Linked DNA regions of Mus musculus: region 1 is linked to region 2. The links are chromatin contacts, called in public Hi-C maps. All regions are on one chromosome and are shown on one strand. Each heading gives the region's core, a stretch centred on a gene start, on an enhancer-like site or on the middle of the called end of the contact. The rest is flanking DNA. Distances are from core to core; before and after follow the strand shown. Region 1 holds the start of Ddhd1 (DDHD domain containing 1). Region 2 holds the start of Ccser2 (coiled-coil serine rich 2).

The links. A called contact is a pair of places that touch in the nucleus more often than the background predicts.
Region 1: a contact with region 2 is called in a Hi-C map of regulatory T cells, with 7 times the contacts expected there. The contact joins the promoter of Ddhd1 here to the promoter of Ccser2 in region 2. A contact is called at or near these places in 2 of 484 Hi-C or Micro-C datasets (CD4 T cells and regulatory T cells).

Annotation. Positions count from the first base shown.
Region 1 is chr14:45,655,059-45,660,694 of GRCm38.p6, forward strand. Ddhd1 (DDHD domain containing 1) reads right to left here and starts at 3,085. Exons shown (of 14, transcript NM_001042719.2): 1 at 2,164-3,085. The coding sequence starts at 2,953. Mir5131 (microRNA 5131) reads right to left here and starts at 2,995; the gene lies at 2,903-2,995.
Region 2 is chr14:36,964,978-36,970,113 of GRCm38.p6, forward strand. It overlaps Ccser2 (coiled-coil serine rich 2), which reads right to left and starts at 3,787. Exons shown (of 11, transcript NM_027045.1): 1 at 3,565-3,787.

The DNA.
Region 1 (5,636 bases), core at 1,835-4,334, 8.7 Mb after region 2:
TCCAAACTCAGCGCTGCACATCCCCTCTGGGCAGTGCTCCTGACAGACTGCCACTTGCCAATCCTCATACAGCCACACTGCTGGGGTGGTCAGATCCAAACCCACATTGGATGCCTGAGCCTCAGAGGTGCAGCCTTCATTCCTTCAACTGCTCTGCAGTTTCACGCCTCTGTATCCTTGGATATGCTGGCCCCAACTGAGAGGAACCCCTTTCTCTAATCCCCGTGCTTCCTCTGACTCCTGCAGACTCAGTCTTACATCCACGGTGGCCTGTGCGTCCCTTTGGATGGGTGAAATACATACGGCACTGTGTTCCCTCACTACTGCTTACTGCATCACTTTCTAGCTGCGTGACCTTGGTCAAGTTCATTAATAACACTGAGGCTACATCCTTGTAGGATGAAAGTCAACATCAATTTGCTCCACAGTGAAAATTACTTTGTGAGCAGAGTAAGGTGTTAAACTTGTCAGTCTAGTGCAAGCACTCTAAGGCTAAGCTAAGGGAGAGACAGCTTTACTCTCCAGCCCCCCTTTCCAGGATGCTCTATGCTCTCACTCCCCTGCTCCCTTTGATATTTATTGTTTTTACTTTATGTGCACTGGTGTTTGGCCTGCATGTATGTCCGTGTGAGGGTGTCAGATCATGGTGTTACAGACAGATGTGAGCTGCCATGGGGAGTATGGGGGCTGGGATTTGAACCAGGGTCTTCTGGAAGAGCCCTCGGTGTTCTTACCTGCTGACCCATCTCTCCAGCCCCTCTGACCTTGCTTTCTGGGTCCACTAAGTTCTGTGTTTTTATCTGCAGGAAAGACCCATGGTGATGTGTGGATCATTTAAAAAGAAATGGGATGGGAAGCCTCTGAAAGACATGGGTTTCCAAACAATGTGCACAGAGGTACTGTGCTAGCACATACAACTACTAAGTCCGTCCTCAGTGAGTTTATAATCAAGAGGTGACCTAACAGAGTCCATATGAGTCTCATCTTTAAAAAACTAACAACCTTTATTGCCTTTATTGTCCTGAAGAGTAGCAAGAAATTTCCTGCTATGCTACCTATACCTGACTTGGAATGTGCTGAATCTGCCATCATAGTTACTTGCACCTAATGCATGCATGCTTTAGCATTATCAGAATCACTGATGCAATTCGGTACCAAGTCATCGAATACCTGCTTTATGAGTACAAAGATAAAGGTGGTGGACTCTGACCAGAAGCTACTAAATAAACCGAAAGGAAGCTAAGCCATCAATACACATAATTAATATAGATCAGAATAAATAATATAAGATGTATAGAGGGCCAAAAGATCAGGAAAAGACATTTGAGTAAGGGCACTGAAGCCCATAAAGTTAATACTGTATGGTACAAATTATTGATGGCCAATAACTTGTTACTACTACATATCATATATATTAATAACTGCTGCATGCCACGTCAGATTATGGATTACCCTTCCTCATTCTGATTTTAAACCTACCCGTGTTGCCTAAAGCATCGTTCAGACCTTTATGACAGTCCCATTTAACAGATGTGAAAACCGAGGTCGTGCAATTTTTCTAGGTTAAGAAGCAAAAGTAAAAATATGTAAAAAGGACCCAAGAGATATGAAAACATTCTATACAGAGGGTACGGACCCACTTCGCACTGCCACTTCCTGCAGTTCTTTCCTCTTGTGCCCAACACATCCACTGTGAATAACACATTGTAACTCTCCTTTCCCGTCAGGGCTTTTCTCTTCTCAGGTTTTAAGCTGAACTGTTGATTCTCATAAAAACACTCAAGCATTTCCACTCACTCCAGGACATGTTATTTAAATCACAGGAGCTTCAGGAGACACGAGACCGAATCAGATATCCAGGTGGACAAAGCCCCTGGTACGGTCAAGAAACTAAAGCTACTGGCTTGGGGATCCGTTCCTGGATACCCTCCAGGGGATGGCAGCAGCACTCTACTCACCCAGGAGGCACAATCCCCGGCGGAATCCTCCCCTCCTGACCCCGCTAGCAGCTTGGGCGCTGCCATCTGCTCTTTTACCCTTCACCTGCCGAGGCACCCCGCGCAACCTGCATCCTAACCCGAGGCAGGCATCGCGGGGGCAACCGAACCCCCAAACGCCGTCCAGCGCGCGCCGAGCCTGGCCCGCCCCTGGCCAGCCACTTACGGTTCCAGTACACCGGGTAGCACTCTCCTTGAGTGACATCCACCTCGTAGAGGCCGCCGCGCACGCACACCGGCTCGATGGTCACCAGCTCCTCCATCTCCGGCTCAGGCCCCGCCGCGCGCGGGCAGAAGCCGCAGGCGCTGTCCTCCTCGTCTTCCTCCCCGAAGCTGGAGCTTGGGCCACACACCCGGTCTCCATCGCGGCCCGCCGCCCGGGCCTGGGCGCCCGTGGTCTGCAGCAGGGTCCGGAAGGCGAGCTCGATGCGCAGAGAGTCGTAGCCGATGAAGGGCTTCCAGGTCTTCTTGTCTTCCTTGTAGAACCAGCGCACCTCCTCGGGGCCCAGCTCCGTCACCACCTCGTAGCGGTGCCGGGCGGCTGCGCCGCCGGGCCGGGCGCGCTTCCTGTCCCCGGGGCCCCCTCCCGCCGCCCCGCCGCCCCCCGAGTTCTGGGCGACGAGCGGCGGCGGAGGCGAAGAAGAGCTGCCGCCGCCCGCGCTCTCGCCCTCGCTGTAGTAGCGCAACGACGAGCCGGACTCGGCCGAGCTGAAGTCGTAGGTCTCGTCGCTGAGGCACGGGTCCAGAGCCAGGTGGCTCAGGTCGTCGGCGCCCGGTGCCAGGTGCAGCGGCTCGGCGCGCAGCAGCGACAGCGGCACGCTGTCGCCCGGCTGGTGCTCGAAGCAGCAGCCGCCGCCGCCGAACACGCCCGCCGCGTCCGAGCCCAGCTCCCAGGCACCGCCGCCGCGGCCGTTACGCTCGGGGCTCCGTGGGGCGCCGCGGCCCGGGTAGTTCATGCCGCCGGCGCTTCCGCCACACGCGCATCCGACGCCGCCGCCCTCTCGGCCCGGACTTTATAATCTTTCAAATCCCGAGCAGGGCAGCAGCTGCGGCCGAGGCGACTCCGCCTCCCCGCCGGCCCCCGGCCGCCGCAGCGCCGTTCCGGGGCCCGCCCCATTGTTACGCAGCCCTGCGTGGGCGGGGCCACAGGGGCCCCGCCCCCAGCCGCGCGCGCCTCCCCGGAAGGCCCGAGGACTCTGCTGGAGCTCCCGTTTGGCGCTAGGCTGTACGTAGTCTTCCGCGCCTGGAAGCGGGGGTCAGACGGGGTCGCGGCGGTCTCGGCATCCGTGGAGCCCCTGCCTCACGACTTTCGACGCAGTGGCTCCGCCCCCTCGCTTCCACGCCCCTGGATGCCAGCCGCAGTGAGGCTCTCGCCCACTCATCTTTACACTTTCGGGTCATGAGCCCCGTGGGTGATTCAGCTGTATGCCCAGAGGGGCCCTGGAAGTTGCTAGCTCACGTTCCTGGCTTTAGGCCTGCTTTCAGCATCCGAAAGACCTGCTCGGTCACCTGGTTTGGCCCTTTCCCAACCTTCAGCCCATTCATACAGAAGGCACCCCACCTCTACGCCTGCTGCTCACCTGGGCACGACCACTCCCACTTACAAAACTGGCGTCCTAGAGTCACTGTGCCAGTTCTTTAGATTGCTTGCCCTCTTGTCCTTATGCTTCCTGTTCTTTCTGTAGTGCAGTAAGGCCTTGGATGGAAACCAAGTCCCTATGTCTTAGTCTTTTCCCACAGTCTGTGCGCATTCGATGTACCTTGGTTATAACTAACTGGTCTTGCCAGCCTTGTGTGGTAGATTATTAGACTGAAAGAGGAAAAAAAAAAAAACAAAAACCTAGGTTCTAAACTCAGCTTTGCCACCTCCAGGCAAGTCACTTAATCTCCTTTATCTATTTGTCTTATTCCTTGCTATAAGTAGGAGATCGTTGCACCGGACGGTCTCTAGTAATTCTATGGCTTTTAAGCCTTCCCAAGTTTGGTTTGGTTTTTGTTTTTAGTATAACTCTGATTCTGTAACTCACTTCCTGGTTTCAGGGAGACACGGAGGCTCTGTTATGTTAGACTTCCAAGACAGAGTAAAGAGAAGACAGAGACCAGAGTCTGACCTCAACAGATGGACAGTTTATTTCAAACAAAGAAGGAAAGACACTCTCCGGAGGGAAATGGGTGTCTTAGAAGGGAGTAAACTAGCTGGGGCCCTTTATAGAGGCAAGTGGGTGGCTTGGAAATGAAATTCTTGCAGCCATAGAGCTATGTGTCGGTCTATGATGTACCTTTCCTGGAATTATCTGTTTTATTAAAAGGCAGTTCATTTTGGGGAACAGGCTGCCCCAGCAGAGATTATTTGGACTGTGGCTGACTGATGAGTTTGGTCAAGGTCAGCTGTAACTTCATAGAAATCCTGTTTTATAGCTGAGGCACTCTGTCACCTCAGACCATTCTCTTAAATTGAAAAAAAAATTCATTTTATAAACCCATCCTATCTTGAGAAAACAATCTCCAATCTTGCTCTTACTTCAAGAACAGACAGTCTTCACTGTTAATGTTTACTTTGTGGAAACAGGTCAGTAGGGCAAGTTGTCTTGCTCTCAGGATGTAACCTGTCAGAGAGCCTTCAAAGTCATTATTTCAATCAGGCTCATCTCTGTTGTGCCCTGTGCTTTTGGAGGGATCTGTTGGAAGGCCCTGCTTTCTATGGGCAGATGATACTGTTGCAATTCATGATAAATAGAGGAACATGGGTGGTATTTTCTACCATAACGACTGGATTGGCTGGATAATCTTGCTCAGTGAGCAGTCTGTCCACTTGTACATTACAGCCCCACTAACAAAGCATCTGCATTTCTGCATCCCAAATTCTTTCCCAATGTCTCTATTAATAGTATGCAGAGTAAGAAATTGAGTATGAACTTTGAACTGTGTTTTATTCATGGAGGCATTGATCCACACTGTTCTGATAGTTACCCATGTACAGACACTTCTGTATGCTTCCGATGCCAAAGAGAACCAGGATCCTCTAGCTTAGGAGATGCTATATTAAAGTGTAATTAAAAGTGGTAGATACAGTGTCAAGTCTCAAACCCTGGGACAAATGGCTACGGTGCCTATTAATATCAAAGCAGACCTGACCTCCAGGTTCTCCCAGCATCCCTTAGTCCCTGCCTGTTACAGGATATGGCTGGCATACCCTGTCTTCTACCCCAGAACTCTCCAGCCCAGGGGCCAGGCTGCCCTTACCCAGGTGCCTCTTCCCTGTATAATCCAGCCATTTTGTACTTTAGTACATTTGCCTCTTTTGTACTTTTGACCTCTTAGCTACAGCACCCAGTTCTTCTCTCTCCCCCACACAGCCCTGCTCAGTCTGGTCACCTGGTCCTCTGGACTCTACCAGATGTCTTTGTCTTATAGATATGTGAGAGAGCATAGATATGTGGGAGAGCGGAGCCATAGACATGCTCTCCCACATATCTATAATAAACTTCCTCCTCCACCATATCTAAGAGCAGCCATGTCCTTTCCTTTCCCTCCCTCCCTTCCTCCCTCCTTCCCTTCCTTCCTACCTACCTTCCTTCCTTCCTTCCTTTTTAATCAAGACATTTAAAATGTCTTCCCATTTCTTGGCAGGATGTAGTC
Region 2 (5,136 bases), core at 2,537-5,036:
GAGTGGCATTTTAGTAAGGCCATCTAAGTCACCTAAATAGACTAACTGCACTGCTTACAAAACAATAACCAAGGCACTTGTCCACTTAGAAGTAAGGAACTATTTCCTGTAACACAGCACAATTAACCCAATGGTATAAAAACTAGCAAAAAGAAAACCATCAAATACTAAAGCCCAGATTAAAGGTTGCATTTATACACCAACCAGTGGTATAAAATTATTTGAAATTGATAAGAAACTAGGAATTGCTTATTGTCTTCTAGAACTAGTGAGGCCTACTACACTATTCGAGTAGTTGAAAACTGATGTGCAAGATGCATAAATCTACAATTATCAACTTTATCACAGGAGTACTCAGAGCAGCTGTTTTCACAACAGGCAAACCATACATGTAATTCTAGCCATGCTATTAACCAGCTGTAGCCCAGTTATACCAAAATCTCACTTTACCACCAGAAGGAACTGTGCAGTCTCCATATGGCAACCAGAGGCTCCCAACACCAACTTATTATCAAGCTCCAGTCAGGAGTGGTAAAGGTCCAGTTTCTCCTATTTTCCCAAATGAGGTGTCACGTTTCCCAGCCACTCAAGGGCTCTGGGTCCCAAGGAGTGGTAGCAGCTAGCGAGGAGGAAAGCACAAACGGACTGCTCTCTGGAACAGTGAGAAGCAAGCAAACAAGAGGTCAGGAACTGTGACACAGAGGTTAGATGGAGACAGAGGCAAGCTACTTGCTTTTTCAGGCTTTAGTTATTCAAAGCTATTTTAGCAGTAAACCAAATGATCTGCTAAATCTTTCCAATTTAATATCTACCAACATAGCCCTTTTATAATAAATATCCATTTCTCTCGTACTGAACCAGGATGGTAAACCCTTCATTAAAAATTAGAAGCTAGGCACTGATGGCTCCTTTCTGTAACCCTGACACTCAGAAGGCTAGGGGGTAAGGTGGGGCTGCAGAGATTTGAGCTCAGACTGAGCTAAGCAACCCATTGAGTTCTGGGCTAGCCTGGGTTACAGTGAGACTCTCAAGGTACTTGTTTGTCATCAAGCCTATCGCCCGCACCCACATGCTGGCAAAAGGGAATGCACTCCCACAGAGGACCTACTCACCCAGGTCCCAGTGCACGCACTGAGCACAGGCGCATGAGCAAGAGCACACTCACAGGATAGATGAATGCAATTTAAAAAAAGAAACGTATTTAGAATTAGGATAGAGGGGAGTAAAAGTAAACTACAAAGATGGCCAAAGGACGCCCAAGTTCCCAGACCTGTCCCTTTCTAGTCATAGCTGTGGGCAAACCCCTGCACCTCAAAATAAAGTTCTAGACTAACCCTTACTGGCCATGGCCTTCATTCCTCCATCTTCAAGTAGAACGACTTTTTTCCTCTCATAACCAGGATGTCATCCCAAACAGTATCAGCTCTTATTTCATCCTTAAACAAATAAAAGTAGTAATGTTGGGGGTGGAGAGATGGCTCAGCAGTTAATAGCACTGGCTGCTCTTTCAAAGGACCCCAGTTCAATTCCCAGCAACCACACGTCATCTTACAACCGTCTGTAACTCTGGTTCCCGGAGATCTGACACCCACACACAGAATAGCAGGTAAAACACCAGTACATACAATTTCTCTAAAAGTCATTTTTTTAAAATACTGATTTTTTTCTTCCAATTTTTCTGGTACTAAGAGAGTCCAAACATATTTAGCTTATCTTAAATCTGCACTCAAGCCTGGACCCTTTCCTCAAAATGCACTGAGTAAATAGATTTTAGCAGTATGTGCTGTAGCAGCAAACATAAGAAGAAACTCAGAAGCCTGGGGAAGACCTATATCAGCAAATCGTTAACTCCTAATTGATGAACTGCTCAGTGCAGCGTGGCCTGGTGCTGCTGGAGCAGTGAAAACAAGAGATGAAATGCCCAGACAAGACTCAAGCTCAATGCTCTAGCGGGGATGCAAGATGTTTACTAGGAAGACAATTCTGGACCCAGGAAACAAAGGAAGATGCCATCGTCTGTGAACTGCAAACAGTCCCATGGAGAGGACATGTGTAACTGTAGACGAAACGAGAACGCAGACAAGCACCAGAAACTGGAAAAGACTGAAGGAATTCTAACCATGAAATTAAAATTCTCTTCTTCACCCACAATAGTAAAAGCAATATGGCAACAAGCAAAAAGATTCTACCTGAGGGAAGGTAGAATAAAAAAGTTCCTGCGCGAAGGGCGGCTTCTGGCTTTCTTGTTATGACGTATTAAAGAAACAGAACAAATTACAGGTTAAGGGTTGTTAAGTATTTTTAACCTAGAGACTGAGGTCAGTGTTGCTGAGAACAAGGAAGAAAACCACCATATAAGAGAAGAGCAATGCACTCTAACAAATTAAGAGAGACAAACATTAATAAAGTCTGGAAAGAAGACTGACTTCATCCAATGCAAACCCTTCATCAACGTTTACATCCCTTACCAATTATACACTATACATTTTAACGCATACTTTATAGTTATCCTTTGCATTAAATTTGATTCCAGTTTTTTAATCTAAATGATGATACTTTAATCAACTGTCTAAATACATATGTCTCACTAATACTTAATGTTCTTGACCCCCCCAAAAAAAATGCTTTTTCAAACGGCTACTCTGAAAAAAAAAAAAAAAGGTAAATGCTTATTCTCATTCATAACCGTCCTCCCCCAGCTTGGGTTTTTTGAGACAAGGTCCAGGTAGTTTTTGCTATTCTGAAGCTTGCTATGTAGACTAGGTTAGCCTGGAACTCACAGAAATCCACCTGCCTCTGCGTCCTGAATGCCAGGATAAAGGCGTGAACCACCTGGTTTTTCTCTCTCCTTAAGTGAAACAGGGCATTCCAATCTTGAACGGCGAAGAGTCTGTGCACTAGTCATTTCCATGGCTAAGGCCTATTTTATGATCAGCAAACCTAATTGGCTAGGTAGCCAGCAAAGATGAATTTGCAATTATTGAAATTCAAAATCAGGCTTTACGAGCAACGACCACCTCAAATGGATTGCCCCCTCCCTTTACTTTGTCAAGAAAGTAGGTACATTTTTAAAAAAAATGTATAAAAATAGACGTCCAAAAGAGGGAGAGGAGGGGCGTAAAGCACCTGAACCTACAGACGCCCCGTAATCCACCAAAGTTCTCAAGACGTGTTTTAGGGCGTGTCTTTGTTTTGACTCAGTGATTTAAAAAAAAAAAAAAAAAAAAAATCCCACTCATTCCGGGCTCTCAGGTACTTTCCCTCACCAACGCGAGCATCCAGGCTTTGAAATCCCAGGGCATCTCTGCCTCGCCCTGATTTCCCGGTGCAGGAAGGCTGCAGCCCGGGCATCCCGCGGCCCCTTCCCGTCACAGCACCACCGAGCAGGGGCATCCGGCCTGCCCGCTGCACAGCAGGCGGCTCGGGAGAGGGGGCGGGGGCTCCGAGGGTCGTCCCAGAGCGCTGCTGGCCAAGGACACCCGGCCCTCCGTCCGCCCGCGCTGCGCCCCGGAGCCAGGCAGCCTCGGGCGCCCCGAGACCCCGGCCCTGACCCCCGACTCTCACCGTGCGGAGGTCGCGTTGCCTCCTCGGCCGCGGCCCGGCTGCCGGTCGCCCAGCGACCTGCCCGCCCGAGGATGGGAGAGAGGCGAGAGGCAGTTCCGTCACATCCCGGTCTGTCCAGCCGCCTGCCCCGCAGCAGCCAGCATCGCCTCCTCGGCCTGCGGGAGCGCCGGACTTCACCGACGCCGCGCCCCCTCCCTAGGCCGGCACCCTCCTGGACTCCGCCCTCCAGGGCCCTCGCACTACGCGTGCGCGGCCCCGCCTCCCGGTCTGTCCTTGCGCAGGCGCGAGTCTCACTGGACTAGACCCCGCCTCCGGGCCCGCCCCAACCTCGCGCCAGCCGTTCGCAGGCTCCGCCCTGATCCACTGACCTTGCCTTTTTACCCCCTGACTCAGGTCTTTTCCTGGCTTGAACCTTTCACTCCGGTCTCTTGGCTGGATTCAAATGTGCAGCTTGACCACAACCAAACCTGTCAGCTCCGGCTCCAGTCTGACAGGAGTGATCTGAACACTGGAGCAAGCATGACTTCCCCACTTTACGTCTTGTTTTGGCCTGACTGTGGCTGGCTATGCCTCAGCCGTGCATACTGAATCTGAGCGGAGATTGCGATAAAACACTGAGAGCTGAGAATTGGAGCTATTTTATGAGGCTGTGGATCCCAATCCCATTCCAAATGCCATCTCTCCCTCCTTCCTAGATGGTCAGACAAGTCGTTGAGAGTCACCATCATGAAAGCCTTCAGTATCTGGCTGTCTATTAAAAGCATTGACGGTGATATTTATCTGACCCTAGACTGCCTAGTCTCCTCACTAGCCCTAACAGCTCAACTGAAATTAATAATATTGAAAGAGAACTTGGAAAGTCTCCACCTGTCCTCCAGACCACTAACATAACCACTGTGGTAGGGGAGGAGACACTAGCGCCCCTCAGGCCATCAGACTGTTGAAACATTATACTCCAAATAATGTTTTAAATTTTAGGTATTTTCATCCTGGAGAAATGGAAACAACACTGAAGGCCTAGCGCTATCCAGAGAAGGAGCTTGCCTCCCAGGATTCGTAGCTCTGACAACTTCTCAGACCACTTTGCAAGATAGACCGGAGTGAGCCGAAACAGTGCTAGGTCAGTCCTATCACACCTTAACCAGGCAGGAGTGCTCAATTTACAACTATCTCTAGCTCTCTATATAGACTTAAACCTCTGGTCAGTACTCCTGACGGTGGACTTGGTGATAACTGTACCCTTTTGCTTCCTCCAATTCCCTATGTGGCCATAATGAGTAAATTTCCTTTTTACCTGTTTCATTATTACTTGTCTCTTTAATTGGTCAATAGAATAATGATAGGGAGACTTAATTTTGTGGATGATAATGTGTATCTTTAAAGTGCTGGAAAAGACTAGGGCTTCATGCAGTATGTTTCTTTTTAGATTAAGTAAATCATTAAGAGAGCAAACACCAGTTCCAGACCTCAGATTCAAACACAACACTCATGCGATGAGGTTGCTAAATATGCTTTGGACTTTACGCTACAATCTAAATTGAGAGATGGAAAAGAAGTGGCTCTCCACAGCTT